Linked DNA regions of Pan troglodytes: region 1 is linked to region 2. Evidence: chromatin contacts called from public Hi-C data. All regions are on one chromosome and are shown on one strand. The core of a region is the stretch at or near the end of the contact, and the rest is flanking DNA. Distances in the headings are between cores, read along the strand shown. Region 1 overlaps LOC104007162 (a long non-coding RNA gene). Region 2 holds the start of SFRP4 (secreted frizzled related protein 4).

What was found. Hi-C and Micro-C count contacts between places; a contact is called where the count stands out from the background.
Region 1: a contact with region 2 is called in a Hi-C map of induced pluripotent stem cells, with 1.7 times the contacts expected there. The contact joins the enhancer-like site here to the promoter of SFRP4 in region 2. A contact is called at or near these places in 3 of 7 Hi-C or Micro-C datasets (blood, induced pluripotent stem cells and stem cell-derived neural progenitor cells).

Annotation. Positions count from the first base shown.
Region 1 is chr6:44,114,807-44,120,102 of NHGRI_mPanTro3-v2.0_pri, forward strand. LOC104007162 (a long non-coding RNA gene) reads left to right here. Exons shown (of 6, transcript XR_001719201.4): 2 at 316-397; 3 at 4,223-4,332. It also overlaps the pseudogene LOC107975765. Among named protein-coding and RNA genes, the nearest start is that of STARD3NL, 170 kb to the left of the region's middle. Within about 2 kb of position 3,270, at least 4 of the 24 cell types and tissues checked have an H3K27ac peak or open chromatin away from gene starts, as enhancers often do. A contact at or near this core is called in induced pluripotent stem cells, where this site is marked.
Region 2 is chr6:43,695,907-43,701,472 of NHGRI_mPanTro3-v2.0_pri, forward strand. It overlaps SFRP4 (secreted frizzled related protein 4), which reads right to left and starts at 3,462. Exons shown (of 6, transcript XM_519048.9): 1 at 2,603-3,462; 2 at 882-962; 3 at 722-787. The coding sequence starts at 3,113.

The DNA of each region.
Region 1 (5,296 bases), core at 2,020-4,519, 420 kb after region 2:
CAATTCCCAGGAATCCATCTGATTGATAACGCCCAAAGCCCCAAGTCTATCACCTTGTAATAGTCTTAAAGCCCCTGCACCTGGAACTGTTTACTTTCCTGTAACCATTTATCCTTTTAACTTTTTGCCCACTTTATTTCTGTAAAATTGTTTTAACTAGACCCCCCTCCCCTTTCCAAACCAAAGTATAAAAGAAAATCTAGCCCTTTCTTCGGGGCCGAGAGAATTTTGAGCATTAGCCGTCTCTTGGCCGCCGGCTAAATAAACGGAATCTTAATTTGTCTCAAAGTGTGGCGTTTTCTCTAACTCGTTCAGGTACAACAAAGAGAGGACAATACTGGCACTAGACTGAAAAGATTCATGGAACACAGTGGAAAGTCCAGAAAGAGAGCCACATGTATGTAATATTTTATCATGTCATAAAGTTGTATGTTAATATCCACAAGGAAATATTTGATTATTTACTATGTTCTCCTTTGGGAATTGACTTACCATATGGAAACAAATATTCTTGGGTTGCTAACTTAAAAGGTACAAATAGAGATTTAGTTGTAATAAAACTGAAAACAGGAAATCAGACTTAAACGATGATGAATTGCACACTAATTGTAGGTGACATTGGTCTCTCTGAGCCTGACATCATAATACAGACCCTAGAAAAATTGATAGATTTTATTAAAAGTAATATACAAAGTTCAGTTCACCAAAGGTGCTGAAAATAAATAATAGCAAATGATGAGAAATATTTTCAACACATTTGATAAAGGATCAATATCTTGAAAATGGTGTATATTAATTCTTACAAACAAATAAGAAAAAGTTAATACCCCAACAGAAGGATAGGCAAACAGTATGAAAAGGCAATTCACAAAAGAAGAAGTATAAATGGCCTATAAAATTGTAAAATAATGCTAGTATTCATAAAGATAAGAAAATGCAAATTGAATGAACAAATCTCATTTTCTGAACCCCAGAGCTGGGATTGCAATTGCTATCAAATTAAACTATATGACTTAGGGAATGTTAGTTAACCCCTCACTTTCTCATCTGCTATATTCAATGTTACTTAAACCCGTTGATAAGGTTTCTGTGAAGATTAAATAAAATATACATGTAATGTGCTTAGTACAGTAACTACCAGAAAGTCAGTACCCATATTTATCATATTATTATTATTGCTATAGTAATTATTGTATAAAAATTCCAGATAGATCATATCAAGTAATAAATGAATAAAATATTAATGAAATGATATTAATTTCTTTATGCATACTTCTGAAGTATGTTCACCTTTCCAAGTAGGACACAAAATCCAGACACCAGAAACTAAAAGATTGATTGAAATGTATAAAAACAGAATATCAGAACAAAAACATAAATATGCCATTCAAATAGAAATAATGCATGCTGCACATATGACAAGCAAAAGACGTATTTCTGTAATAGTGATAGACTTCTGAATAATAAGAAAAAGTGAAAAAGTTCAACTGAACTAATAAAGATATTGTTACCTATAGGGTGAGACACAGAAAAGAGAATTCTAGAATGGAAGCTAAAATCTCTAAATTGATCTTGTTTTATAATTTTGACTTCAGTTCCACGTAAAGGTTTTACATATACAAATCAAAATAATACAACAGATTTCCAAAATATAAAAATGAAAACTGAACGAATAAACTAGCTGTATCAAAGTTGGCATGAACATATAGAGAATGATTCTGTATTCTGATTGTGTGCCCAAAAAAGAAAGAAAGAGAGAGAAAAGGAAGAAAGGAAAAAAAGAAGGAAGTAAGAGAGGGAGGGAGGAAGAAAGGAAGGAAGTAAGGAAGGGAAGGAGAGAGGGAGGAAGAAAGAAAGGAAGGAAGGAAGAAAGGAAGGAAGGAAGGAAGGAAGGAAGGAAGGCAGGCAGGCAGGCAGGCAAGCTAGGGAGGGAGCTAGGGAGGGAGGGAAGGGAGGGCCGAAAAAGGGATGTGTAGAAAAATAGCAAGTAACCAAGAAAGTAGAGAGAGAGACAAAAAGGAAAGCAGAGGGAGACAATGTTCAACTGCATACCTAGGCTTAGTGTTTTAGTGGTAATTATACTATTGCTTATATTGTTATAGACATAAAGAATAAGCAACACTCTCAGCTGTGATCTCTAGATATATCATTCAGTATAAATATCCTTCCCATTTGCTGTCCAAAATATCTCGCTTCACAGTTGGACCCTAGGTGTACCTGTCCGTCCTAGGAAGCAGAGTGAGTGGGCCTCCCCCATGTCCTCGGAGAGCTGAGAGAGTCTTGCTCTCAGCCAGGCTGCTTGGCTGAGGCCTGAAGATGACAGCTTGTCTTCAGGAAAGTCCTGTGGGAGGGTGGGGAACAGGGTGCAGCTGCTGCCAGGAGAGTGTGATATTAGGGGAGAGATCAGGAATTATGCTGTGTTTCTCTTTGTACAGAATACAGTAAATTCGGTGGCAACAAATGAGAGGGGGCTGGTCTATCTTGTGTACCAGAAGCAGTCACAAGGCAGATTTTCAGTGTGGTGTAGGGCAGGTGTGAATCACTGTGCCTGTCCCAGGTGGCACAGTAATAGATCCAGAATCATTTTCAATTAGATTTTGCAGTATCAATTTCCAGCTCCTCGTCATGCTTGCATAAGTAAAATACTTTCCTCTACTGATTCTTGATTCCAACACAACCCTGGAGTAGTAGGGGTCATAGTATGGAAGATGCTGTGGGGCCTTCCCCGCCTGGTGCAGGTACCAGTGGATGTAGAAGGTATTTATTACAGTAAGATCACAAGTGATTACAGCAGATGACCCAGCTGACCTGGTGACTGACTTCCTTCTCCCTTGCAAGTTGGAAGATTTCTGACTGGCTGCAATGGGAACAGCACAAAATATAATGAGGAACTCCTTAGAACGGCACCCCTTGCAAAATGAGAAAACAAAACAGAACAAAATAAAACCCATCAGCCTCTCTGTAGGCAGCACACTTACCAAGAGGCAGGAAAGCTAGAAGCAGGGCTGGGGCCCACCGCATGCCTTCCTCTCTGGGGTCTTGGAAGGAAAGGGACCAGATGAAGAGGAGCAGAAGACGCTTTCAAAACTCAGGTCCCACTCAAACAGGAAGTGTTCCCTAGCACAGAAGGCAGTAGGAGGAGCTGGTCTTCCTGAGTCACAGGCAGGGAGAAGTGATGGAGGATCTGTCTTAGGGGACTCCCCAGCCTTCCTCCCAGAGGGGTGGTGTCTGGGAGGACCTGCAGAGGAGCTCCTGCCTCTCTGCTCAGGCCCCTTCTCCAGCGCCATCTTGTGGCAGCAGAGAGCAGGCCCTCTGCAGAAGAGAGCCAGGGGCATGGAGAGCTCAGGCCTCCAGCAGAGGGAGTGCAGATGTGGGGGAAGCTGACCCTGGCGCCAGCTGGCCAGGGCCATAGGACGGGGCAGTCCACAGAAGGCTCACACCCTGCCCTTCAGAGTTTCAGCAGTTGATGCTGCTTCCAGGGCCTTGTCCTGTCAGGAAGCTTGATTTGGTCTTTCAACTGCTTTCCTTTTCACATTCGCAAGGACACTTGGAGGCAAATACCCAGGGCCACTCTGAGAAGGCCTGAACCTGCTTTATTAACAGTGTAACACCTAAGGTTCTTGCCTAGCCACGCCATAGAATTGGTGTGGTGGCTGACCGCAGCGAGTGATAGAAACACGGACCGAGAGAGAGAAAAAGCTGCAGGCTTTATTGAGCAGAGTGAAAATACAAAGCTTGCACAGCATGGAAGGGGTCCAGAATGGGTAGCCAGAGTTAGATTATAGGATTGCCTTTTAAACTCTTTAAGGCGGGAAATACCTGAGGCGGGAAGATGTTACCAAAGCGAGAAACAAAGGCAATTAACCATTTGTAACATGTCTTAGATCTTGAGGAAAACCGGAATTGCAACTTAGGTTTTATCTACTTTATGACCTTGCAGCGTCATGGCAAAGGAGACAGGATCTTACAGGACTTTACAAAGTATGTTTACAAGGAATTGGAATTGGGAATATAGATAAGTTCTGCTGGTTACAGAAAAACGGGCAGTTAACGTTATTTTACTTTAGTTTTGGGGCAGCGGGAAGGAAGAGAGGGAGAGAGAACACAGGGAAACTTACAGGAAAATTTTCGCTGTTCATAGCTTTCATGGGGAAGAAAACACATGCACAAATCCTGGTGTTCGGAATATTTTAAGCATATATCTTCAATATTATTCATCCAGGACCGAAGTAAGTCGTGATGCAGGAAATGAGTGCGTTTCACAGCTTGCTGAGCCCCTACTCGACCCAGGAAGCCCAGCTGGCCTCTCCTCTCAACAGGAGTGAGAATCAGGTATGTTGGTCGGCCATGGACTCTCCTCAATGGTAAATGGGTGTGTGCAGGTCGGGAGGGGGTGTGTGTGACCTTGTGTTTGTAACCTCTTTGTTAGAGGATTTCTGTTCATTCTCAAGTAAAAAGGCCACATCAAGTAGGAGTGTGAGATTGGCTCACGCCTGTATTCCTAGCACTTTGGGAGGCCGAGGTGGGCAGATCACGAGGTCAGGAGATCGAGACCATCCTGGCTAACACGATGAAACCCTGTCTCTACTAAAAATACAAAAAAATTAGCCGGTTGTGGGGGTGGGCACCTGTAGTCCCAGCTACTCAGGAGGCTGAGGCAGGAGAATGTTGTGAACCCGGGAGGTGGAGCTTGCAGTGAGCCGAGATTGTGCCATTGCACTCCAGCCTGGACAACAGAGTGAGACTCCGTCTCAAAAAAAGAAAAAAAAAAGTACAGGGTGCAGTGCCATATGCAATATGTGGTACCTACTTGAACTCAAAACTTATTTGTTATTTATCTGAACTTCCAATTTACCTGGGTATTGCATATTTTATTTGGCAACTGTACCCTTGGAAAGCAGGCTAATATCTGCAGTGCACCTGGATTCATAGATGAAGATATGGGTGATAAAACAAGTAGAATAAAATAATTGGGAACATTCAGTAGTGTATACACAGATATTCACCTCCTCTATAACAAATATGTTTAGATACATGTTTAAAATATTCCTAATAAGATGTAGAACAACATCCCTCTTGGTTGTGGTATTGGCCTAGCTCAGAGAATTCAGTTTCTGCTGTCATCACAGCTGGGAATGAGAAAGGGAGGGGCTCTGGTTGGTCTCCCTCTGCCTCTGGAGCACACGTGGAGGACATGAGGCTGCCGCAGGAGCAGCTCTGAAAGCTGAGTTCTTGGGGTCACTGTGAAGGAGGGAAGCTCAGGTGCCTTGAAGCCTGGAAAATCCTTGCTGGGACC
Region 2 (5,566 bases), core at 2,212-4,711:
TTTAAAATGTCTGCCTTCTACATTTCTTTTTGAATTGAAAAAGAACATATGTTAATTAAATTTACTTTCAGATGACAATTGTGAAATTAAAATTACTTAAAACATTTCCAATTTCATGACTGACTTATTCATGGAAGAAAATGCTGAATGGTTCTTTCAAGTAAGAGAGAGGAGGGCATTTAAACTAGTTCAATAGTGTAACCATAGGATTTTGTGATTAACATTTTTTTCACAATTTATTTAAGATGTTAAATATTTGTAGCTAGTCACAAGTAAAAGGATATGCAGGCAGATCTTAATTGTCTGGGCCTATGGGCCTTAATTCTCTGACTCTCAGATAATCAGATCCATGGATCATTCTCCCATTCTTCCTGCAGCAGTAAAACCTCAGGAAGAGAACAGGTGGGGTGTGCCATCAGGGCTGATAAGCACTTCTCACCAAGACAAGGAGGATCAAGATGTCAAATTTTCAATCTGATGCATGTAATTGTTATCACCTGGGTCACTTCCTTTGTTTGCACTTGATTTATCCAGAAAAGCAAGACATTTTGCAGTTGTTATTGTGCCATATATTAATAGAATTCACATGATCAACTGGAAAAATAGTCAACCTTTTGTTTTCTTAAATTTGTGACTAGCTTTAGTGAGAGTGACCTTATTGAGATTCCAGCTTTGTAATGAACCAAGTCTCAAAAGTAAATGGCTTTAACAGATGACTTACCATAGCTGTAGTTTTTGCTGAGATATGTTGCCAAAGTTGGCTTCACCTTTTTACACTTGCACCGATCTAAAAAAGGCAGAAGAGGCAGAAAGTTGGAAAGAGAACAGAAATCACTCTGGAGAGGAGAAGTAGAGGGAACATCCACGAAGAAAGAACTCACCGGGGCTTAGGCGTTTACAGTCAACATCAAGAGGCCTTTCCTGTACCATCATGTCTGGTGTGATGTCTATCCACTTAACATCTGAAACACAAACAGGGCCACATGGGCGTGGTTGGTGATTTGGTCTGTTCACCAAGCTGGTATAAAGAGCCCTCTGAAGATATAAACTAAAACAGTATTGCAAAATAATAGTATTTAATGGTAAAAATGGGCCAGGCGAAGTGGCTCACACCTGTAATCCCAGCAGTTTGGGAAGCCGAGGAGGGCAGATCACCTGAGGTCAGGAGTTTGAGACCAGTCTGGCCAATATGGTGAAACCCCATCTCTACTAAAAACACAAAAATTAGCCAGGCATGGTGGTGGATGCCTGTAATCCCAGCTACTCTAGAGGCTGAGGCAGGAGAATCGCTTGAACCCGAGAGGCGAAGGTTGCAGTGAGCTGAGATTGTGCCATTGCACTCCAGCCTGGGCAACAGAGTGAGGCTCCATCTCAAAAAAAGAAAACAAAACAAAAAATATTTATATATGGTAAAAACGGCATGTGATTGTTGACTTCTCCTTTCATAATGATATCCAGGTCTTAGGAAAGAAATCCTCTGGGGGAATATTTGCCTATCCAAGCACAAATCGATGTGAATGTATATCCATTTAACCTCACTGGTATATACAACCAAACTGGATAAATCACATCACTCTCTCCCAAAGTCATATTTAAATGTTGATTTTCCAAGTTAACAGTTTATGTCAATCAAAATAACCAAAATATTTCCAAATCCCTACCTCATATCTTGGAGTGCAGAAACAGTTCACAGGTATATAACCAAAACCAAGTATAACCCTCTATTATTTATATAATTTAAACAATAAATATGTTTTCTTTCCTAAAACTCTAAATTAGAGAGGAGTTTCCATTTACCCTGTTCACTTAACCACTCCTCCTTCATGTTTAGAGCAATGCTCTGGGGTATAACTTCAGAGATTCCAGCACAGCAATATCATAGTCTGTTTAAATGTGGGGTAACCTGGGTCAGATAAAGCCTGGATAAAAGAATGCAAAAATATTCCTAGGTTTCATTTCAAGAAGTGAATTTAAACCTCTCCTTCTTTTTAGAAAAGCAGTCAAATGACCAAAGAAAAAAGAAGGAGGTGGAAGCAGAGATGGGGTTAACTAAAATGCCACAGTAGTTGGCTCCGGGTCAATGACTATGAAACAGACCTCACAATTTTCCAGGGAAACTGCAATTACAAATCTCACTCCTGGTGGGAAGCAATGACCATTACTGCTTTTTCAGAAAAAAAACTTTTTAAGAAGTAGCGCTAAATGGAACGAGTATTGGCACCTGCCTGGTGAGATTATTTTGGGCATTAAATGAGTGAATAACGTGTAATGTGTTTAACACTTGCTCAGACACCTAGCAACACCTGTTTACTGCTATTATCATTTCTGTTATTACTATAAATGCAAACATCATCGAAGGCTCCCTTTGTAAGCAAAATCTTTTTTTTTTTTTTCTTTATGGGGTGCAGTGCTCTCCGCTAGCTCCTAAAATTCCTATGGGAGAAACCAGACTTTTTCTGAAGAAAATGTTTCCCCCATTCTTTCCCACCTCCTACAAGCCTCAGACGCCCCTGGCAGCCTTAGGTGTGGCCGCCCAGTTCTCAATTGGCAGCCACAGCCCCGGGCGCCTCCTCGCCTCCCTCCATCCTTCCTACGGCCTCACCCTCCGGGAGGTCCGTGACGATGGCTTCAGGCGAGATGCACACGCCACGGTCATAGACAGGCAGCTCGTCGCAGGCCAGGCTTTCGGGCCAGCTGTGGTTGTACATCTTCATGAGGGGCTCGCAGTCGTCGCGCGCGCGTTGGCACACCGACTTGCACGGCTTGATAGGGTCGTGCAGGAACTCCAGGGTGCAAATGGGCGCGTACATGGCACAGAGGAAGAAGCGCAGCACGGCGCTGCAGTTCACGTCCACCAGCTCCTCGTACTGCTCGATGGCCAGGATGGCGTTCTCCTGCGTGCTGTGGTGCAGGTGGTTGGGCATCCGCGTGATGTTCCAGGGCATGTGCCGGCACATAGGGATGCGCACCGCCTCGCAGGGCGCGCCGCGCACGCCCAGCGCCAGGTGCAGCCACAGGCACAGAGCCACTAGGATGGAGAGGAACATGGCACTGCCCTCTCGCGCTGCGACCCCGGCAGACAGAAAGCGCCCTTCTCTTCCTGCCACCCTCATCTTTCGCTGTCCCTTCGCCGAGGAAGAAATCCTCTGGGGCGCAGGAGAGTTTCTTCCCCCAAACTCCAGTCGGCAGCAAAGCGGGGCCGCGGGGTCCGGCCGCGGAGCTCCGCCGTCTGGCACACAGGGCACGAGCAGCGCCAGCTCTCAGCCTTCGGGGCGCGAACCCGCCCGGGCAGCTCCAGTCCCGGACTCCGCAGCTCGGAGCGCAGCCAGCCACGGCCATTGCGGGATCCTATTTATCCCGACACCTCCCCTGACGTGGGCTCGGAACGCTCCCTTGGCAGCTGCAGCAGCGGCGCGGGCTCCCCCTCGGCCGCCCCACCCCCAGGCCCGTCGGTGCAGAAGCGGTGACATCATCCCCTCTGGGCCGCAGCCCAGGGCTGGAAGCCTGCTTTCCCCCTAAAGTCCCTCCTTTTTAGTCTGGCCAGTCTTTTTTCTTCGGACCAAGAAAAAGAACCTCTGGCAGTTGTTTTCGACACCGGATACAAGAGGGTGCGGGAGAGAATTTCAAGAGAGAGAAAGACACTCTGGCTGAAAACTGAACTTTGCTCCCTCTGCCTTAGAGTTTTTCCAAGTATAGAGTTGGGGGAAAATAGGAGCTTCTGCTGCCCTCTAATTCTGAAATATATTTGCTTTCTCCTGTAGGGGGCATGAGGAGCGCTGAGGACAGTTGGGACAATGTCCTGCAAGGCAGGCGAGAGTGCAGTGAATGTCAGAACAGGAGGGTCACATTGTATAAATCACTCCCACTCCACGCTTAGTTGTGTGGAGTGTGGTTTGTTGTTGTTGTTGCTAGTAGACAGTTTGGGCCGAAATTTTTCCAGTATAACACTTGGTTTGTTTCTGCTCCAGGAAGTTAACAGAACTGGGGGAAGGTGTGCTAGCATCTTCCAGCTTGAGAAATGTCTTCTAACATTTCCTCTTCCTTCTAACTCCCTGTTCCCCTCTGCAGCATTAGTGGAACCCAGGAGAAAACATTGGGCACCACAATCTGAAAGGTCTCCCCTGCTCTGATCCTTCATGCCAAAGGATTTCCACCTCAGCAGCCTAAAATCTTGATTTTTGATGTGCTCAGAGACTGTTGCTTGAGTTGAGTAAGAAGCTGTGTACTATGGGATGCAAGTATGTATGTTTTGCTTTCTCTTTTATCTTACTTGCTTTAGGAAGAGGTAGTCCAATTGCTGGCTCAGCTATCTACAGAAAAGGGAGGCTTTATTTATATGAGATTGATGTATATCAATCTTCAGGTGGTAAGACTTCTGGTATATGCTATTTATTAGGGCATCAGCAATATGGAAACATGTTTTCTGAATGTTAATCTTTAAAAACATAGTTTAACTTGAATTTAAGGCACATGGTTTTTCTCTCCAAAGCTTAAACCTACACAATTAGTTTAGTTTTAACTGAGGATTAAAACTAAAGACTAAGGATTAAAACAGCTGAGGAAACAACAAGCACAAGTGACATCTATTGGGAATTTACAATGATCAAGGTATGAAGCTAAGAACTTTAAATGCATTATCTTATTTTTTAGGGAACATGAATTAAACGTAGTAAGTGAAAAGGATAAATGAGACAAATACATTTCAGGATTCATCCAAAGAGTCTGGTTCTTATTTAGGGGAAGCCCAGGGTGTTCTTACACTGCCAAGCCACTCTAGAAAGGTAATCTAGTTCCTATAGAACCAGTCTCCACCTCCAAAGATGCCAAGCCAGGCTAGTAAAATATCACATGAGGAGGAAAGCCCAGATGACATCTCAAGCCATTTCTAGCAGTAAACTCCAATGAGTCTAAACCCTTCACTGAGTGAAAAAGATTTTCAGCTGGAGTTCCTACCTGGGGAGCAAGAGAAAGAGCTGAACTACCCTACACTTTTCCTATGAATCTGAGCAGGGCAAACTCGGAGAGGGCTCAAATTTCTGCAGCCAGTTTGAACCTGCTGCATCTGTTTAACTATGTAAGTACCAAGTCACAAAGTCTTATGGGCTCCCCTGATGTTCTCTGAGGCATGCCCTTTAAGAAAAGGTAAGAGGAAATGAAGAGCCCTTCTTCCTAAAGCTCTGTGCCTGCCCCACTCGGCCCATTGGTAGTGTCTCTGGTGGTTGGACAGACAGGGAGCAGCAGAGAAGGATGCATCAGGAAAACCTGTCAACTGTCCCTCCTCTTCGGGACCTCCAGGGAGGCTGTGATTCTAGAACACCCTACTTCAGCATTCAGTCCATTCTTTCCATGCCTTACATTTATTTAACAAGGCTCAGGAAGTTGCCTCATTCAGTGGCTTCTCTCTGGTGACTCCTTTTGGTCTCCTCAAGTGCCTGTTCTTTGCCCATCCTTTAAATGTCTGGAGCTCTCTGGGGCTCCATCCTAATCCTTCTTCTCACACTCAACACTCCCCTGAACTCCAGGTTTTCTCACCCCCAACACTTAGGACATTTGGGGCCAGATAATT